Regions from separate parts of the Mus musculus genome. Here all the other regions are linked to region 4. A link is a contact called in public HiChIP or PLAC-seq and promoter capture Hi-C data. All regions are on one chromosome and are shown on one strand. Each heading gives the region's core, a stretch centred on a gene start, on an enhancer-like site or on the middle of the called end of the contact. The rest is flanking DNA. Distances are from core to core; before and after follow the strand shown.

Region 1 (2,942 bases), core at 438-2,937, 300 kb after region 4:
TGACTAGAGCCAGCTGACTGGGACTCAGTCCTCACACAGGGCGGGAAGAGTTCCCCGTTGGCCTTGACCGTACAGAGAGTACAAGCCGTTTTTGTGCCTCAGTTCAAACCCTTGCTCTGCAGTGGACTTACTGAATGGGCTCCTCCAGCCCACCAAGCTCTGTCACTTGGGGAAACAGGATGACAACTGCTATTCCTTGAATAACTGGAATTAAAGTTACATCCTGCTGGGGACCTGGCTCCACAGGCTGCTCTCCTAGCTAAGTAAGATACTTCTTGGAGACATCAGCCTCCAATACCGAAGGAACAGGCTCCCCCTTGTCACTCACAGATGGCTTGGTGGGAGAGCATCAAATACCATGTCAAAGTAGGGAAGTTGGGAGTGCCTCTCTACTCTCCACCTAGTTGGGAGTCCTGGTAGTTAAGTGTCCATTTGGACCTGGATACTCCTGCCTTATTGGTCCTGGCTTGCTCCTGCTGTTTCCTCCCATGATCCTCTGGAAACCTGAGCACCCAAGAACCCTTGGGGAGTTTGTTCCCCCACCTAGGCTCACCCGAGAGATAGAGAGGGGCACATTGAAGTCCTTGCCCCCTTGCAGACGGAAGCCCCAAGGGGCTGGCCCTTCCAGCACCACCTTGAAGGAATCCATCGTGCCTGCTCCTGTGAGGAAGAAGAGAAAGTGTCTGCAATGCAAATTGGCAGGCAGGTCCAGATCTGGGCACTAGCGTTGGCCAGGCACCAAGAAGGCACGGGCGGACGCTCAACACACACAGGCACTGGGAGGCAGGTATCTCAGCTGGCTTGGCTGGGCTCCTGGCAGGCCGACCTCTCACAGACAACAGACAAGGTGGTTCCCCACCCTGCCCCCTGCCACCGGGAGGGCCTGGAGAGGCCTCTCCGAGCTCAGGTGCTTTTCTCTTCCAGGGGTTGGCTGTGGGGCTAATTGGCACTGCTTTGCCCAAGCTAACCTGGAATCTCAGGAGGGTGGCGGGGTGAGTCAGGGGCCAGCTCCCCCTCCTTCCCCGGGTCCCGGCAGGCAGGCCGCCGCCGGAGCCTGCTCGGACTATATAAGGCGTGTAAGCTGACACTGTAGAGAGCCCGAGGAGGGAGCACGTTAGGGGCTCGGGATATGAGGGGGAGGGGTGGAGAAGGAGGACGCTGGAGCGGGTCCTAGCCATTTTGGGACAGGTCGAGGCTGCTGGTGGTCAGGGCGGGACCCCTGGTCTCTGAAAGGGGAAAAGAAAAACGGGGTACTGGTCCTGTAGAGAGCGACGGGGGCCGTGTCCCTTACGCACGGCCAGAGAGGGGATCCTTTCTGGAAGCCAGAGAAAGTGGTGCCACCCACGCACGATGCTCCCTTGCCAACATGACTCTGTTTCCCTTCGTCTCCCGCCCCAGCCCCGCGCTTGGCCGCGTCCCCACCGCACACAGTGGCGCAGGCGCCAATCAGCCCCACTTCGCCGCAGGAAGGCGGGGGCGGAGGCTGCGGCCGAAGCCAGCCGAGGGAATCTGGCACTCTTCACGACCACCCACGCCCTCCCCAGCGCCTCAGCGGGCCATAGGACCCCGTAGGGTGCAGGCCAGGAACCCCCTCGCGGACGCCGGTACCTGAGTGCCCGCCTGGGCCGCTGCCTGGCAGCCTCCGGGAGCAGCGATGGGATCCGCCGCTGCGCTCTGACCCCGCCTCCGCGGACGCCGCGCCTTTTGAGCCCGCGGAAGGGGGCGGAGCCCTAGGCCACGCCCTCCCCAGGCCAAACGAGTGGACATCCCGGGGTCGGTGGGAGGCCCCACCCAGTCAAAAAACCCTGAGTCTCCAGGAGAGGGAAGGTGAGATCGGGCACTTACCCTCGCCAGTCGGGTCGCTGCCCAGCCTGTGCCCCGCTTCAGGCTCTCGCCCAAGCCCCTTGCGCCTCCCACTGGCGGAGTGGAGGAAAGCATCCGTTTGAAACCCCAGAGTTGATTGATCTCTCACCGTATTCTCTTGTAGAGGAAAATGGCATGGTAACACTTTTCTGTTAGGGATACTGTTAGAGGTCAATATTGTCAGCATCATCAGATTTCAGATTCTCTAGGAACTGGAGAAGCGAGATAGGGTAGTTTCAAGTTAGGCTTCCTGGTGTTCGGGATGTAGCTTAGTGGTGGAGCTCAGTAGCTAAGCTCTCTGGAGGCCCTTGTTTCAGTCCTCAACACCAAACCCAACCAAAGGCTTGCAGGATATAACAAACAAGTAAATACATACATAGTAAGAGCCAACGGGGGCGGGCTTAGCGCCACTTGTTGTCTGACGGTGTAAGTAGAGTCCACAGCCATGGGACTTCCACCCAGAGCCCCCAGAACCACTATTGGAATGGATTGTTTCCCATTTAACCCCAGTCCAGAGTACACAGTTCTTCCAATGCGGTTGGGATGGAAGGGGCTGCCACGGAGTGTTCTCAGAGCCCCTGCTTTAGCCTCGGTCTTAGCCAAGGGTGGGCAGAAGGAAAAGCTGAGCTCTCCTGAATGTTTGAGTCAGTAGAGAGGTGCACAGCCTCCCCTTGCCCAGCCCCCCCATCATCACACCCCCTCTTCCCCATCATTGTCCCAAGTACATAAATTCTTATGGGAGTTGTCATCCTTGAAGAAATCCTCTTCAGGTGGGTCTCTGAGTTCAAGGCCAGACTGACTGATCTATGTAGTGAGTTCCAGGACAGCCAAGGCTACACAGAGAAACCGTGTCTCGAAAAACTGAAGAAAAAAAAAAACCAAAAAAACAAAACCACCCTCTTTAGCTATCTGCTATGCTTCTGTCTCCATCACGTTTCCCTCTTTGTCCCTCGTCCCCTATACTATTGACTCTTTCTCCAGGTCTTCTATGACCTCAATTAAGTCAGCTGCAGCCTTCAGGTTTCATCCTGTTCTGACAGGAATGCTGGTCTACACCAGGTTGATCAGGGGTTTTTTCT
Region 2 (3,176 bases), core at 590-3,089, 420 kb before region 4:
TGTTGCCCAGGTTGGCCTCGTATTTGTGGGCTTAAGCCACTCTCCTGCTTCAGCCTACAGACCTGGGACTGCCACAGCTCATCACTGTGCCTGCATCCATAATAACTTCTTCAGCATGTTTTGGGCTCAGGCCTCATGGCAGCTGGCCAATGCTTATAAACTACTCTCAATCGCTAGCCCTGTACGTGGCCATTTGCCAAGGGCAGGGTAAAGCAAAGTCCTGGCACAACCCTGCCAAACAAGGACAGGAGACTCCTGAGGCAGGCTCTTCTGTCTTGGGAGGATGGTTCCAGGCCACTGATATTAAGGGTTAGGAGTTCAGTTCTCTGTGAGCTTAAAGGCTGATTATGGGGTTACCCTCATCAGATCTGTAGCTTGGGTACCCATCCTAACACCTGTTCCTTCCCTGGACCAGTTGTGATTGGGTTCTCCCTCCCTCCCTCTTTCCCTCCCTCCCTCTTTCCCTCCCTCCCTCTTTCCTTCCTTCTCTCCCTCCCTCTCTCCCTCCCTCTCTCCCTCCCTCCCTCCCTGTCTCCCTGCCTCCCTCCCTCCCTCCCTCCCTCTCTCCCTCCCTCCCTCTCTCCCTCCCTCCCTCTCTCCCTCCCTCCCTCTCTCCTCCCCCCCCCCTTCAAGTATGGACTAGGTTAGAGAGGAATTTGTGTAAAGACAGGTAGGACTGGGAACTGGGAATGCCCTGCACAGCCTTCCCATCTGAAGACAGTCCTATGGATTCTGTGTGTCTCCTCCTGCTGAAATGATGGATGGATAAACCTTCATGAGTGAAGAGATTACAGTGGTAGTTAGGCTTCACCGTGGTCTTGTTAGGAGGGATTCACTTGATGCTGATGATGCTTAAGGCCCTTTCTGTATCTAAATAAACACTTCTGGAACAAACTTGGAATCTAAATATTTAAGATCAGACGTACCTAAACCTGCATCTGCTCTGTCCTGTTTTGCATCAGAAGGACTCTGGTGAATCCCAGGTATCAAGGCAGTCAAGTAGGTATGGGACAGGGCGACCATAGGAATAGGCAAAACAGAACAGGCGTGGCATGGCACGCCAGCCTGTTTGTATTCAACTACACTGTGTGTGAATGCATGGCACTGTTCATTGGTCCCACTATTCCCAACCACTTATCCCTGGGGAGTGGACTCCTCTGGTTCTTGAATCTTAGACTGGAGATCCACTGTAATTATTCACACTTGGCTCACCAGCTTTGCCAGTTGGCTCATCTGGGGCCTCTGGAGGACTTGGGGAACTTGAGAGAAGCTAACTGGAGGACGGACTTAGAGAGGAGACGGGGACTCTTCAGAGGTGGGGGTTGCAAGGGGTTGAGTGTGACTGGGGTGTAGCCAAAGCCTGGCCCAGAGGCAGGGTCTTGGGGAGAAGTGAGACCTGTGGACCATAAAAAAAAAAAAAAGACGGATGTCTTGGGCGTGGCTCCAAGAAGGCCGACTGTGGCTCAGAACTGAGGCTGAGTAGGGCGGAGCTCCAGGAGGACTGAGGCCGGTTGGAGGCGGGGTTTGGGGCTCATCAGAGGCGGGACCCGGTTTAGAGGCGGAGCTCGAGAACAGAAGTTAGCTAGGGCAGAGCCTTGGGCGGGGCGTAGGCGGGACTGCGGGAGGACAGCGGCTAGGCATGGGCGGAGCCTGAGAGGATTAAGCCCGGCTGGGGGCGGAGTCGTGGTTATGGGCGGGGCCCGTGAGGACTGAACTTGACTGGGACGGGGTCGTGGGCGGGGCTCCAAGAAGACCGAGCCTTGCTGGGGCGGGGTGTGGACTGACACTGTGGGCGGGGCCGGAGCGCTGTTGGAGGGCGGGGTCGGATGAGGGCACCGCACTCCGGGTGTGGCTGTCCGAGCGCCGTGGGCGGTGCCACAGCGGGCGGGGCAGCCGGTGAGCTGTGTGGCTTTGACCATGAAGCCGCAGCCACCGGGCTAGGCCCGGGGCTGCTCCAGGCCTGGGCGGCCCGCAGAGGGCTGGGCCGGTCACCGGCTCGGGTTCCCGGGACGGCAGGTGGCCGCTCACCATGCCCGGCAAGCACCAGCAATTCCAGGACCCTGAGGTCGGCTGCTGCGGGAAATACTTCCTGTTTGGCTTCAACATTGTCTTCTGGGTGAGCGCGAGTCCGCTTCTCGCTCTGCGCTGAGGATAGGGGTTAGGGAGTCTCAGTTGCTGGTGAGGGAGATCCCGTCTCAGGAGCTTGCGACCAGGGACTGTCCCCCACCCCCTCCACCCCGATGCCCCGTCCCCAACTATTCTGGGGAGCTACTGGGATAGCTGGGGGGCGGGACCCAGTCCCAGCAGGAGGTGCTGGGAGTCTCTCTTTGCAGCCCCAAGTTTGGGCGAAAAAGGGGGCGGCGTTTGCCGGAAGACTGCAGGGGCGCGGTAGTTGCGGACCAGCCCCGCCCCGCCTCCCGGCCACTCCAGCTCCCAGCATGGTGCGGTGAGGTTCGCGAGGCTGGGTCCTAGCCCCGAGTCTACCCTACAGACGCTCAGAAGCTTGTGAGCCAGGAGGTTAGGAGAGAGGAAAGCCAAGGCCTCTGCCTCTGCAGGGAGAGGAGCTCCAGTTGAGAACAGGGAACTGTCCCTTGGGAACAGAATTCAGCATTCCATAGCTGACCAAACAAACAGAGGCTTCCTTCTGTGTGGCATCTGTGTCCTGGTCCTGCCAAGTCATCTTTCTCTTCTCCCTCCCCCATCCTATCGCCAAAGCCGGGCTGTGCTTGCTGTCCTTTATGCCAGGCCTTTCCCACTTGCATTCAGCAGGATTCAGCGGCTCTGTTCTCCACCCACGAGCCGTCGGGTTTGCCCTGTGGTGGGTGTCCTTGGATGTCAGCAGTCTTCTGTTCTGTAGGGTGTGGGCAGCTACAGGGAGCGCTGGCCTGGAAGTCAAAGGGCCTGAGTGTAGCAGGCCTTGTCCAGAGGCTTTTGGGCGAGCCTCTTTGCTCTCTGGGCTTTAGCTTTCCAGCCTTGGAGGAGCCAGTATTGGAGTTTATCCTTCTGGGTTGTTAGATTAAACGAGAGTTTTTTGTTGTTGAGACAGGGTCTCACTCTAGCCCATTCTGGCTTGCAATTTGCTGCAGTTTTCCTGTCTGAGTTTCTTGGGTGCTGGGATTACAGGTGTGAGCCATCACACCCAGCTTAGTAACACATGAATTCTGATGAGGCACATT
Region 3 (3,071 bases), core at 336-2,835, 260 kb before region 4:
TTTCATCCCCGAATCTCACATAAGGAGAGAAATGACAAGCTGTTTTCTGACTTCCACACAGGCACTATGCAACGCACTCACATGCACACGCACACACACGTGCACACACACACACATCTTTAAAAAAATTATTTTCCCAGACAACAGCTTCTATTGAAAATTGGTAAACAAAACCAATTGGCTCCTCCCCTCCCAACAGGCACCTAGAACAAGAGAGCCATTTCGATATGACCCTGTGCCCTGTCTCCCTGCCTGTCTGGCCCTGAGGCCCAAAATCTGTACATTCACATCTGGAGCTTTGGTTGTGAATAGAAACACACACACACACACACACACATATACATATGCAGATATACACATATACAAGAGAGCAGAATAAAGCAAAACATTTTTCATAACCTTCTCTATAAAAAGTGGGAAACAAAAGACAGACCGAGAGAGGGCCTCGTGTCTCAAGAAATATAGGAGAGCTCATATCTCTTTGTGGAAGCCAAGACCATTCTTATATCATCTGGCCTGCAGCACCAATTTATATTATCGATCGGCGCTGGAGGCGTTTGAGTGTGTGACCGTCTTCACCCTTCTCATTCTCCTCCTGGCCAGAAGTGGGACCCTCTCTTTCAGATCCCTCGCCCTGTGCACACCGAGAGCGTTTATTTTCCTTCTCTAGGGCAGCCTTCTGTTTATTTTAACCAGCTTAGGGAATGGGGGTGGGGAATAGGAGATCCTCCAGCGGTCATTCTGCTGGGATCCAGAGACGCCCCGTGACTTGCCCAAGGTCACAGAGCCAGAAGAATGTGACACTTCTATTCTACCCCAGGAGTTTGTAGCTCCCAAAACCCTTCTGGTTCCTGCATCACGCCCACGTCTCCAGCGCCGCGCGCGCTCGGGGCGCAAACAACACGACGCTCCTTACAGGCTGCGCTGCGCCCTAAGGTTGTTTCCTTTGGGCCAGCGGCGTGGAGGGATTAAGAAAGCCTGGGGCCACGCTGCTACGCTTGCCCCTGAAGCCCACCAGGCTGTCTTGGGGAGGCGGATGGTGAGACGGTGGGGGCCTGGCGGCTCCTGCGCGCCGGCTGGGCCCCGGGACCTCTCCTGCAGTCCCCCATCCAAGCCGCCCGCCAGCTGCCTACCACGGCGCGCTGACGATCTCGGAGCGCAGCCCGGAGGCAGGGGTGCAAGCAGGGACTGCAGCGGAACCTGCCTGGGGCACTCCAGAGTCGAGCTGCTCTCCGCAGGCTGGCGCTGCGCCGGGGTCGCCGCAGCCCGGGGCCCCTCCCGGGCCACCTGTGCGCCGACTGGCGGACCAGGGTGATGCCAGATCCGGAAAAGCAATCCACTCCGGGATCCAGAGTCCTGTCTCTGTCCCTGGAGACTGAGAGGGGTGGTGGGAGGCCTCCCCGCCCACTACCCCAGCTCCTCCCTGGGGGAGCCTCAGGCGTTGCCCGAAGGGATCCCCGGTGCAGGGGGTGGCCCGCGCTCGCAGCGCCGCCCGGCCCCTCCTCCCCCGCCCCGCCCCGCCTCCGCCCCGCTCCGCCGCTCCAGTCCGGATTTTGCGGCGCCCGCCGGCCCGCTCCCCGGCTGCGGGCTCCGCGCGGCGGCTGGCTCGGTGCGCGGCGCGGCTGGCGCTGCGCTCCGCCCCGGCTGCATTGCTGCGCTCCGGGTGCCCAGGGGAGCCACGCGCCGCGTGCGCCCCGCAGCCGGCCGCCCGGAGGCAGCGCTGTCCTCTGGCATGGGCCCCGGGGGCGCCCCGAGGTGGGGCTCTCGGCTGAGGCGCTGACAGCCTCTCTCCCGCCCGCGGGGCCCCTAGTCCAGCCCGCTCGTCCGCCCGCGGCCATGGCCGTCCGGCCCGGCCTGTGGCCAGCGCTCCTGGGCATAGTCCTCACTGCCTGGCTTCGTGGTTCGGGTGAGTCACGCCGCGCGCGCTCTGGGGAGGCTTGCGGGGGACCGTGCGCGCGAACGCTTAGCTCTGGGGAGGAGGTGGCCGTGACCTGCGCGGCCGACCCGTCTGGGAGCCCCCGGAGGCCAAACTTTGCTGGGCAGGACGCGGGGGCCGCCACTCGCTGCTGCGCAGCTTCCTGGTGCGCTCTCCCGGAAGCCTTGCTTCTGCCAAGTCCAGAACAGCTGTCAGCGCACGGGGCTGGCGAGTGTAGACGCCCCACGCCTCCGGGTGGGGGAAGTTTTTGCTGGTTTCACGGGCCCGGGAGAATGATGGGGGGGGGGGGGGAGCGCGACGGCAGTTTGAAATAATCCAGGAAAGACAAAAAGACAAGACTTGAAGGACTCAAGGCCATATGCTAGTGCTCAGAAAATGGGGTGTGTGTGTGGGGGGGGGGGGGGGTAAGACAGCTCTTCCAGGTAGGACTGCCCCAAACAGCCACTCACAATTTCTAGCTTGGCACCTGGCCTGTGCCCACGTCTAGAACATAGTGTCCTCCTCTGTCCCCACCACACACAGGCTTGCACACGCACACACTCAGGCGTGGAGGCATCCAACAGCCCTCAGCTCTTGCAGCCGGTAGTCAAAGCACTGGGGCCCCTGTGGTGGCCTGTGGTTCCTGGCCTCGCTGCTGGAGGTGGGAGGGGGGAAGAGGAGGGCGAAGGGGAGTTGTTTGCTGTTGGCTGTTGGTTGGCGGGCTCTGAGAACCTCTCAGAAACTCCACAGCCCTGCAGTCTCCCCGCGTGTCTTGTTGGCCACCCTAACCAGCCCCTTCATAACCTAGCCTTTTAGCCCACCTCCTTGCGTGAGAGGCCTGGGGGGGGGGGGAGGTTTTGTCTAATCTCCCAAAGCCCGCACCTAGACCGAGCTGTGGGGGTCCCTAATCTCCTGGCCCCTAAGGATTTGGCAGTGCTGAGCTTCTGGGTATTGGGAAGGGTGCCTGAGCAATTCTTGGTGCTTGATGCCCCCAGAGCCTGCTTCCCGGGAGGTGATCCCTAGGCTGGCAAGGCCAGTTTCTCCTAAGGGTGTGGATTTCTGAACTGCCAATCTAGAAAGACGAGAGCTCCGTCAAGGACCAGATGATTAAGGTCGATGGCTGGTTCCTTGAAGAGTCTCTGCGTACTGCATCCTT
Region 4 (3,396 bases), core at 575-3,074:
ACCTCACCCCCCAAGGCTCTTAGCATCCTCAACAAGTATTTGCTGAGCTAACAAATCAGAAGGGAACAGTTCTGAAAGAGGCTGCTCTATGGCCAAGAATCCGTGCAGGTACCTTGCATCAGGGTACCTGATAAAAGATCCATAGATTATAGAGGAAGAAATGGGGGCTGAGGTCTTTGCCTGACAGTTACATCCCCACACACCTGTGTGTCTGACAGGCCCAGCATTTCATGGCATCTGTTGGGTGTGTCGGCTCACACAAGGATGTTGCCCACCCCACCTGTGAAAGTAATAGTCCTGAGAATGTGCACAAAGGGCTTGACCTAGTCCTTAATTCTTTGCAGACTAGTAAAGGGTTAAAGGAACAGACGTGTGTCAAGCGCTCAGTGGTGTCTAATGCATGATACCCGCTCAACAAGGATTTGTTCTCATATGTCTGCAGGTGAGGTGTGCAGGCCCAGAAGAGATTCTTGAGTTATAATCAGTAGAGAAGAGCTAGGTCTACACCCCAGAACCCAATCCTACAGGAAAGCAGCCCCGTCTCACTTGAGGATTCAGTATCCTTCTGAATATAGAAGCTCAGCTCCATAAGCACTCTGGTTGTGTCACTGTGGTAGACAGTTTTATAGTAGGAGGAAGGGAGGACCCCCAGGGGTTACCTAGGGAAGTCTGATATTTCCCTGGGGTCTCAGTCTTGTTTCTGTCAGTAACTAGGTCATCCTGAATGGGGGTGAGGGGGAGGTAGGAGGTTAAGGAGAGGGTCCTGCAGAGCAGTAATGTGCTTACATCAGCTAGTCTCTCTCGGTACCCTTTTTTCCCTGAGGCCACAGGTTGCCTGGCACACTAGCTCCCATTTTGCTTCCCCAGAGCCTGGTGCATTGCCTAGACTGCAGGAAACGGTTGCTGAAGGAAGCAATGAGTTACATTTCAGTATTTGTCAAATATGTCTGTAATTGTTAAGGACAGAGTGTTAGCCTGTTTCAGGATCCTCCCAGATGCCTGTGTCTTGGAGGCCACAGATGAGGAAACAGAGGTTTGGGACTGAAAGATAACTTCTTCAAGGCCCTCCAGTGGCAGTTCCAAGTACCTCAAAATGGCTAGGCACTGGGAAGGGCTGTGGAGTGATTAGCATTGGGGTAACTGCCAGTTAGAAATGACAGGCTCAAATGATTACTTGTGAAAAAGGATCCAGTGAGAGCTTTCCTATTGAATTGCCCGAAGGTGTTAGCAGGAGTTATTCCTTCGTAGAACAAAAGACCGGGTCTCCATGGGAGAGGGCCCCAGTTTTTTTCCGGCTAGTTTTAGCGCAGGGAAAGATGCCAGTCAACTTTGCATCTGGAAACTCCTTTAAACTAACCCGAGGGACCTGAGGTCACAGTAGCCTCTTCACTCTTGCTTCCGCCGGGCACCTTCTCTCAGGAAACCCACTTGCCCTCTTGGCAGGGCCAGGGCTCCAGCATTACTGATGGTATGCTGAAGGCTTAGCTCTGAGCCTCCTTTAATGGACTGTGGGTCTTGGACAGCAAGCAGCTGGAAGCATCCTAAGCCGCTGCTTGCTGGACACAGTCACGAGGTGAAGGGCAGGGAAGGATGGAGTTTGGCCCAACCATTGCAGATCCCCAACCGGTACAGATACTTGGCAGGGGAACGCCAAAAGTGCCTGTTCTCCCAGGTGGGGGTCTAGTTACCAGAGGGCCCTCGGTAAACACTCTACTGGGGCAATAACTATGCACATTTACTAAGCCTCTGGAGGAATGGTGGTCACGTGGCCATCGAGGGCGGCGCCCTCGGCTTTAAAATGAACTCCAAATCACCGAAGGCTTTCTGGAAGAGGCGGGAATTCTCGGGGCCGTCCAATATGGCTTTCTCTCAACAACAAGGATGCGCTTAACGCTCTAGGGACCAAGTCATGCCTGAGGTGAGCTTCTTGCGGTGAAGCAAACCCAGGAAGCAGCAGGGTCCGGGAAGGGAGAAGTGCCTCAGGGGACTGGAGTGGCTGGACCAGGCCTGGTCCAGTCCCTGACCTTCCACTGTCTTTGAGGAATGGACGCGCTACAGCCCTACGAGGTCAGGGCGGCGGGGTCCTGGTGCTAAGTGCGCGCCAGCAGGACCCCGTCCTCCTAACGCAGAGCCTTCCTAGGCCGGGGGTTTGCGCCTTTCATGCTTGGCCAGCCCGTCCAGCCTGTCGGCCGTCCCTGTGCAGTCGCGCAGGGGTCCCGATGCCTGGGCCTCAGGGGCGAAGCGCGCTCGAGAGGGCCATCTGCCTGGGTGTGGAGAACTGCAGCGTCCGCGGTGCGAGGCGCTGCCCCTCCCGGCCCCCGGCCCCGCGCGCCCGCACCTCTCCAAGGCCGCCAGCGCCCGCAGCCCCGGGGCCGCCGTGCCAGGCCCAGACCCAGACCCACACTAGGCGCTGGAGGCGGTGCAGGGATTAGTGGACCCCTCCCCCCGAGCTCCCCTCGCCCCGCCCGGGGCAGCGAAGACCCCTGGGCCCGAGGGTGACCGAGGAGCTTCGTCCCCGCGGGGTCTGGACCGGGGGCTCGGCCTCGCTGGGCGGGGGCTGCACGGCGACAGGCCGAGGTGCGGGCGCGCCGTTAGGCTGTGTCCCAGAGGCCGGGGTGTGGGGCGTGGGCTCAGGGCTGCGGGGTCTCTCGGCCTCAGGCCCGGGTTGAGGCCACGGTCCTGCGGCCAGTACCCCGGGGCGGGTCACCCGACCCTGCTCCCCGGAGCCGCTCACCCCGCACGGCCCGGCCTGGGGAGGGAGAGGGAAGGGAAGGGGTGGTGGGTGAGGGGCCGTGGGGACCGCAGGGCCGAGTCCCCGGCCCGCCCGCACGCGCTGCTCCAGGGCGGCTGCCCCAGGCTCCCGGGAGGAGCCAATCCCCTGCCTCGCGGGCGTCGAGCCTGCGGCCGAAAGGGAGTCCCAGGGCTGTAGAGGCTTGGCTCGGGGAGGCAGACCCGAGCTGCTGCTGCCTCCATTTTGTTTCCTGTTCAGCTTGGTCTGTAGTGGTGGTGGTGGTGTGGGTTTGGGGTGCGGCTGGGCAAGGGGGTTCCCCTGCGGCCACGTCTGCTCGGGGCCTGGGGCCTCGAAGACCCCCATGCCAAACCCCCCAGGTGAGCCCTACAGCGAGACGGGGGTAGCCTCGGCCTCGGGTCGAAACCAGCGGGGCTGAGGGCAGGTGCCCAGTGGATGGGGAGCCCGGGCTGGAACCTAAGATGGAGGCCGGGGCTGACGCGGGCCTGAGAGCAAGGCCGGCGGGCCAGGCCTCAGCCAGGCACCATGGTGGCTCCGGGGTTGGGGTTCAGGATGACTGGGGTGCAGTTAGCCGTGTGCAACCAGGGGCTGGCGCGGCGCCCCGAGGTAGGTGAAAGGATCGTCATGCCACCCACGACGCCCGCAGG
Region 5 (3,402 bases), core at 125-2,624, 390 kb after region 4:
AACACTAGAGCAACAGGTCACCTGACTGTCTTATCGCCTGATGGCCCTGCCTAACTGGTCTCTGCAGGAGGTCAATCCTGCCTTTAAGATCTGCCACATCAGGCTGGAGAGATGACTCAGTGGTTAAGAGCACTGACTGATCTTCCAGAGGTCCTGAGTTCAATTCCCAGCAACCACATGGTGTCTCACAACCGTCTGTAATGGGCATCCGATGCCTTCTGATGTGTCTGAAGAGAGTGACAGTGTACTCACATATATAAAATAAATCTTAAAAGAAAATTAAAAAAAAAAAAAAGGTCTGCCCCATCTATGGTTGACTTGGTAAGTTTCTGGTGTGGGATGCAGAGCCCTAGGTGAGCCACAGAGCAAATCATTGAGTTGTGTTTGTTAGGGTTTAAGAGGGGAAAGAAAGTTAAGAACAATTAACTTAACCAATAGTGAAGATCTACCTTGAAACAATGCACTTGAAATTGGAGATCATGGATTGTGGCTGGAAAGATTGTGCACACAAACCAATGACCTGCCTGTGCCTTGGTCCTTTCATCTTCACAATGGAAATAATACCTATTCATAAAGACTGAATAAAAGCACAGCCATAAAGAACTTAGAACAGGAGCTGGAGAGATGGCTCGATGCTCTTCCAGAGGTCCTGAGTTCAAATCTCAGCAACCACATGGTGGCTCACGGGCTGACAACCATCCGTAATGAGATCTGATGCCCTCTCCTGGACTGTCTGAAGTCAGCTACAGTGTACTTACATATAATAACTAAATCTTAAAAAAAAATGAGTAGCACAAAGTAAAACTTAATAAATGTTAGGTACTTATTAGAATATTAAATTTTGCCTGAAAGAACAGACATGAAGTCTAGTAACTGCCTCTCTTTTCCCAGGTGGGGAAGAGGGGAAGAGAGTAGATAAATTCACACAGGCAAAGAGGCGGCTCAGTCTCCTATTCATTCCTTAGGTTCTCAAATCGGACGACAGCATTTATATAGTGTGACTGTGCCAAGCACTGCACCAAATGGGTTTTCGTTTCCTACAATGACCACACAGAATACGAACAATTTATATAACCCAAGTGATGAAACCGTCACAGAGAAATCGACTCGCCTCAGCGTTGTTAAATTATCAGAGCAGTGTTTGAAGCACAATCAGTCTTCCGAGATCAGCTCCGAATTCTGAACTGGATCTTATGCTCCAAGAGTACGTGCTTTCTCTGCTGGGCTGACCGTAGGAATGCTGCGATGATACCAGCCTTCACTTGGGGGAAAAAGGAGGAAGATGTACCTTATCCCAGACGTTCTGTTATGCAGTACACGTCTAGTTCCAGCTAGTCTCTAGCTTGTTTGGTCGCCTTTGACTTGGGTGATGGGAGGGAACTCCCTTTCTTGTGACATCCAGTGGGCCCTTGTATGTAGTGAGAACCTAGCTAGGTCCCGCCATCGGTTCTCCAGACAGCAGAACCTTATAAGCTGTGGCTCTGAGGTGCAGCCGGCCCAACCGGAGGGACGGACTCGGCGGACCGGGGGGCGGGGCGGGGGCGGAGACGCCGCGTAGGCTGGGCAGGCCGGGCAGCGGGGCTTTGAGCCAGAGCCCCATGTCCTGCTGTGTCCCGCCACGATGTTGCCCTCCCGGAGGAAAGCGGCGCAGCTGCCCTGGGAGGATGGCAGGTGAGCGGCCGCAACGGGCAGGAGCCGCGTCCCCCTGGGTGCCATTCCTTTTCTCGACCTCCTGCAAATCTTAGCAGCCCTACGCTGTCGCATCTGGGTTTCTGGGGGTCACCCTGAGTGTTTGTGGTTCTCTGGGGGTGGGGGGAACGTCATTGGTATTGTCTGCACGGCTCTCTTTTCCTACTAGCTTCTATTCTGCGCGTCCCTGTGTCTGGGTCTCTGCCTTGCTCTCTCCATTGATCTTTTTGTTTGGACCGCGAACTAGTCCAGTGGCTCTCAACCTGTGGGTCGCGGCCCCCTTGGGTTGCATATATCAGACATTTATGTTACGATTCATAACAATAACAAAACCACAAATGTGGAATAACGACGACATTTATGGTTGGGGACCACCACAACCGTGAGGAGTTGTATAAAAGGGCTGCAGCAGTAGGAAGGCTGAGAACCACTCTTTCTCCTGTGCCTTTGTGTGTTTGTCTGTCTGTTTTCATGTAGCAGATGATTCTGTTCGTTTCTTACAGCGGATCTCTCTGTGTTGTGGCGCTGAAGGTCTTTATTTATTTATTTATTTATTTTCTGTCTGCCCCGTCATATCCATGTGACTTCAAATCCTATCCTTCGCCTTCATGCCCTCTCATACTTTGCGGTTGGCCGGGAAGATCACACCAGACAGAGCTTCCTGTGTTCTCTTCCTGGTTGGTTAGCCATTGCCTGTCTTATACTAGACACACCCAGTAGTTCATTTCCTGTGCTGCTGTACTTGTGTGGGGGTCTGCTTTAAGTGTTAGGTGTGAGTCTGGCTCATACCCGAGTTTAAGATATTTCTCACTGAAACAGAATGGCGGAGGTGATTTTCCTGCCTAGATTTATGGGGCATTACACTTTTAGGCTTGAAGCATCTTTTTGTTTGGACCTTGGGCTAGTCCAGTGGTTCTCAACCTGTGGGTCGCGCCCCCCCATGGGTTGCATACATCAGATATTTATATTATGATCCATAACAATAACAAAGTCACAGGTATGGAGGAACAATGTAATTTATGGTTGGGGGCCCCCATTTTCTTTCCCCCAACACGTTAGTGTATATTCACTTAATGAATGACACATTTGTTAGATATTGTAAGGCTCTAGAATTTAGTGGACACACTTTTGGGGTGTTTGTTTCTTTTTCTTTTTCTTTTCTTTTTTTTTTTCAGATTTGGTGTTAAAAGGTGACAGTAATATAGTAGAAGCATGGTCCATGGTGGCCAGAAATAGACCACTTAATTTTTCTGACCTCGGTTTTCCATCTCTGAAATGAATATCATAATATCTACTTGTAAGGGCTCATTGAAGAATGGTGAAGATAGTTTATAGAGGAGAATTGCCATCTTCTGATCATTTTCTGTTATTGTGTTCTCAGAAAAATAGATTGATGTCCATTCAGTGCTTTTGACACAGTGGCAAAGATTCATGGGACATATATAAAATAGTGTAGTAACTGGGTGGTAGCTCTAGTGCGAGCTTACTTGGGTTTGAAGCACCCCTAACTAGCTTTAGGTAAAGGAGACCATCCCTTTTCTAAATCATCCCTGAGAACCTGAGTGTGGGAGCAGCCAGTACTGCAGTTCTGAAGATGACCACCAGGTGGCACCAGCAGCCTCTGTTGTCTGTGTTCAGTATCATCACTTTTACTGATAAAATTGGGACCCTCAGTGGTTTTGGCTTTTAGAGCAAAGAGTGAGAGTGTCCTTG
Region 6 (3,224 bases), core at 405-2,904, 440 kb before region 4:
ACAAACTCCCCTTTCACACTTTGGGTGAGAGATATTAACCTCCCGACCTTTGTCCTGATACCAGCTGGCAGCTGCTGGGACGATGAACTGGAGAGACTGCCAAGGTAAAACCACAGGCTGTGTGTGTGTGGGGGGGGGGGGCGGGGGCTGGTAGCTGGAGAGAGCCCGCCAATAACCAGGAAAGTGGGGCTTTCCAGCGGGATTTATACCCGGGCTTCTGGCTTTACCAGCTGTGTGACCTTGGGCAGAGTGGTTAACAGAGGGCCCCAGAGTCGCTGATCTGTAGACTAGCCCAGGAATGTTAGATGCTATAGCATTTCATTGCTCTTGGCCTCAGGTAAAGGTTCCCCACCAGGTCACTATTAATAGTGATGACGGGGTAAGAAAAAGGAAACTCTGGAGAGCTCAACACCTTGGTCCCTGGTTTTTCATTTGAACATCATCTCCACCAGCTCCCATCCCATCCCCACCTCCCAATTCCATGGACTGGCTGTGTCCCCAGTGACCCCTACTGACCTCGCCCATCTGCTGACTCATATTCTCATGCCCAGACCCCTCAATCACTCTGAGGACCCTTTCTGGTACCCTCAGGAGATACCCAGCCCTGCAGCCCCTTGCCCACCGACATAGAGGACGCCTTCCTTGGTCTTCTCTGCTGCCTCGGTGACCCCCTGCTTGGTTTTCTCAGCTGCAGCCACAACGCCCTCCTTGGCCATGGACAGGCCCTTCATGAACACGTCCATCCTGGCGGCCTGGGGAGGGCGAACACACAAGTGCCGGGGCGCTGGCTCTGCACCCTCACTCGGGCCCTCCCAGGGGACCTGGTGCCCCCTCCCTCCCTTCCTCAGACTTGGCGCGCTTCTGGGCCGGGAGCCCCCTCCTACCCTCTCTACTTCCCAGGTCTAGGCCTCAGAGCTATGCTGCGGCGAGTCCTAGCGTCCTTGAAACCCCGGGATGCGGGGAGGGGCCAGCACCTCAGTTATCCGGAGATCTGCAACCTGCAGGCCCGCAGAACCGGAAGCTAGGCTCGGCGCGAACACCGGGGCCTGTCTGTACACACAACAGTCACACGGTCTGCATACAAACACACACCATGGACATGCTCACGTGCACACACACAGAACACGGGGCGTTTAGAAGCGCATGGACACTCCGGCACACGGGCACGGACGCACGTCCGCACGTCCACCCAGACTGTAGCAATCAGAGAGGACAGACGCGCATCCTGCAGTGCACCTGCCCGCGCCCGCTTAGCGCTTTCCTTTTCTGTGCCCACGTTTCTCCCAGGGCAGTCTCCATCCCGCTCCTCATCTTACCCCAGATCCCCCTGGATCCCCAGTTCGGTGCTCTTTCCGGAGCCTCACCTGGGTTTCGGGGCCGGGCTGGGGGATGGAGCTGTGGTGGCGGCAGCGGCTGCTACTGCGAGCAGATGCGCGGGGCTGGGCTACGCTGGGTATGGATGGACTCGGGGCCAGTGGTGTCCTGCCGTGGTCAGGCTCTTGAGTCACCTTTCCTGAGCTGGAGTGCAGCAGTGCTCTGGCCTTGGGTGCTCTGCCACCAAGGATGCTACTCGCGCGCTCCGGCTCCGCTCCGGCTCCTGCTCCGGCGCTGCGGCAGCTCTGAGCTCAGCACTCCCCCCTGGTGGCCGCGCCGCCCCCTCCGCCTGACTGACAGGGGGCGGGGAGGGTGACATCTCCCCAGAGCAGGCGAGCCTCCAGGGGAGGGCCTCTGACGTGCAGCCGGGGACCCTAGTGCTGGAGAAGAGTAGTCTTTGAGGATGGTGGGAGGTGGCAATGCGGCGAGAGAGGACTGGTGTAGAAATTATGCGGTTGGCTTGGAAGTTCAGAGCGATTCCAATCCTAGCTGCGTTTGTTAGTAGCTGTGGGATCTTGAACTACCTACCTCACCTTTTGAAACGCAAGGTTCCTCTTCTGTAGAACCAATGGAGGGAGTCAATGCCCTTCTAGGCACCGCTTGGATGGGTGGTGCAGGTTGGGTGGAAACAGTGCTAAAGAAAAGCAGGGTTCGTATCTCAGGAAGACGCGCTCATGGCTGTGCAGAGACAAGAGGCAGGAAACAAAATCAATGTATCCACACTTGAATCATACAGGGTTACTTCAGCCTGTGAGAGTAGATAGGAAGACAGAGAAATGCTGATGTAAGAAATGGACTTGAGGCAAAGTAGGTAGACAGCAAAGGCCTCTTCCAAGAAACGACTTGGAATAGACAGATCCGGGAGAAGCAACAAGGTAGGCCTAGACAGGTGGGGGTGAGATCCACAGAACCAGACCCTCAAGGGCAAAGGCTGGGAGGCACCACCATGCTGACGGGCAGTCAGGATGCAGTGCAACCTGCTCAAGACCCAGACAAGAGCATATGGTTTATGGTTATGGGAGGGCATTCCAGATGCACGGCAGGACCTCAGTCAGTTCTATAAAAGAATTATACCCAAGCAGGTGTGGCATCCCAGATGAAAGGGACCCTGTGAGCTCAGGGAGTCAGGGAAAGAAGTAAAAAGGAAGTGGCACTTAGTTTGGGGCTCGTGGGGTGGGTAAGGTTTTCCCTCGGGAACAAGATCAGAAGAGCGTTTTAAGCTAACGATATATAACACAGATGAGGGCAGTGGTGGCAGAAGTGCTGGTCTGGGCGTTTGAGAGATGAGGTGTGCCAACAGCAGACAGTAGGGCACGGGGGGGGGGGGGATGCTCATGGCTGTGGTAGGGCTGTAAGTTGGCAGAGGCTTTAAGAAGGCCAGTTTGGCAGTGTTTCCTAGGACTATAAATGCATGCTCCTTTTGGATCAGCAGTGCCCCTTCCAGGAACTCACCCTGCGGATCTCTATTCTTGCGTGTGCACACTTACACGTGGGCCGGGACAGTCACTGTAGGAAACACTGACAATGCTCTAAACGTCCTCTTAGAGATCTGGTTACTTCCTTATAGCACATCCACCCAGTGGCACAGTGTGATGGTGTGGTTGGGAGCCATGAGCTGTCTCTCCCCTGCCCCCACCCCACGTATCAACAACACACTAATGAGTAAAGATGGTGTTAGTGAGAAGCCGGTGCAAAGATTGTAGGTGTTGAGCAAGCTGATTTCGATACATAGAAAATTATATTACATACTTACATATTTAACAAGTTATATGTAAGAATATAGTTTTATGCATAGCAATCTGTTTATTGTATATAAGTATTTGTATATATTAGATATAAGTGTATATGTG

The links. HiChIP or PLAC-seq counts read pairs in DNA pulled down with a chosen protein or histone mark. Capture Hi-C pulls out chosen DNA fragments and counts their contacts.
Region 1: a promoter capture Hi-C map of pancreatic islet shows a contact between it and region 4. The contact joins the promoter of Pdlim7 here to the promoter of Nsd1 in region 4. A contact is called at or near these places in 2 of 39 promoter capture datasets (liver and pre-B cells), 5 of 484 Hi-C or Micro-C datasets (embryonic stem cells, neutrophils and uterus), 1 of 115 datasets of contacts at active chromatin or transcription factors (pancreatic cancer cells) and 4 of 9 other capture datasets (adipose tissue, liver, macrophages and 1 more).
Region 2: an H3K4me3 HiChIP or PLAC-seq map of neural tube shows a contact between it and region 4, with 5 times the contacts expected there. The contact joins the promoter of Tspan17 here to the promoter of Nsd1 in region 4. A contact is called at or near these places in 12 of 39 promoter capture datasets (the 3T3-L1 cell line, the C10 cell line, the HPC-7 cell line and 7 more), 2 of 15 datasets of contacts at CTCF or cohesin (large pre-B cells and pro-B cells), 6 of 484 Hi-C or Micro-C datasets (CD4 T cells, embryonic stem cells, muscle stem cells and 1 more), 17 of 115 datasets of contacts at active chromatin or transcription factors (acute myeloid leukemia, bone marrow-derived macrophages, differentiating embryonic stem cells and 13 more) and 4 of 9 other capture datasets (embryonic stem cells, liver, macrophages and 1 more).
Region 3: an H3K4me3 HiChIP or PLAC-seq map of embryonic stem cells shows a contact between it and region 4, with 10 read pairs. The contact joins the promoter of Unc5a here to the promoter of Nsd1 in region 4. A contact is called at or near these places in 3 of 39 promoter capture datasets (hippocampal neurons, pre-B cells and stem cell-derived epiblast-like cells), 1 of 484 Hi-C or Micro-C datasets (embryonic stem cells) and 2 of 115 datasets of contacts at active chromatin or transcription factors (embryonic stem cells and large pre-B cells).
Region 5: a promoter capture Hi-C map of liver shows a contact between it and region 4, with 3 times the contacts expected there. The contact joins the promoter of B4galt7 here to the promoter of Nsd1 in region 4. A contact is called at or near these places in 8 of 39 promoter capture datasets (the C10 cell line, erythroid cells, hematopoietic stem and progenitor cells and 4 more), 2 of 484 Hi-C or Micro-C datasets (B cells and CD8 T cells), 3 of 115 datasets of contacts at active chromatin or transcription factors (astrocytes, bone marrow-derived macrophages and microglia) and 3 of 9 other capture datasets (adipose tissue, liver and macrophages).
Region 6: an H3K27ac HiChIP or PLAC-seq map of cardiomyocytes shows a contact between it and region 4, with 4 times the contacts expected there. The contact joins the promoter of Sncb here to the promoter of Nsd1 in region 4. A contact is called at or near these places in 3 of 39 promoter capture datasets (the C10 cell line, hippocampal neurons and liver) and 14 of 115 datasets of contacts at active chromatin or transcription factors (SST interneurons, VIP interneurons, astrocytes and 11 more).

What each region holds. Positions count from the first base shown.
Region 1 is chr13:55,511,759-55,514,700 of GRCm38.p6, forward strand. It overlaps Pdlim7 (PDZ and LIM domain 7), which reads right to left and starts at 1,688. Exons shown (of 13, transcript NM_001114088.2): 1 at 1,609-1,688; 2 at 554-660. The coding sequence starts at 649.
Region 2 is chr13:54,787,566-54,790,741 of GRCm38.p6, forward strand. It overlaps Tspan17 (tetraspanin 17), which reads left to right and starts at 1,840. Exons shown (of 8, transcript NM_028841.3): 1 at 1,840-2,116. The coding sequence starts at 2,030. It overlaps Eif4e1b (eukaryotic translation initiation factor 4E family member 1B), which reads left to right. Exons shown (of 7, transcript NM_001033269.3): 7 at 1-894.
Region 3 is chr13:54,947,826-54,950,896 of GRCm38.p6, forward strand. Unc5a (unc-5 netrin receptor A) reads left to right here and starts at 1,586. Exons shown (of 16, transcript NM_153131.4): 1 at 1,586-1,906. The coding sequence starts at 1,837.
Region 4 is chr13:55,207,958-55,211,353 of GRCm38.p6, forward strand. It overlaps Nsd1 (nuclear receptor-binding SET-domain protein 1), which reads left to right and starts at 1,825. Exons shown (of 23, transcript NM_008739.3): 1 at 1,825-1,918.
Region 5 is chr13:55,598,522-55,601,923 of GRCm38.p6, forward strand. It overlaps B4galt7 (xylosylprotein beta1,4-galactosyltransferase, polypeptide 7 (galactosyltransferase I)), which reads left to right and starts at 1,375. Exons shown (of 6, transcript NM_146045.2): 1 at 1,375-1,671. The coding sequence starts at 1,622.
Region 6 is chr13:54,764,941-54,768,164 of GRCm38.p6, forward strand. Sncb (synuclein, beta) reads right to left here and starts at 1,655. Exons shown (of 6, transcript NM_033610.3): 1 at 1,365-1,655; 2 at 623-752. The coding sequence starts at 743.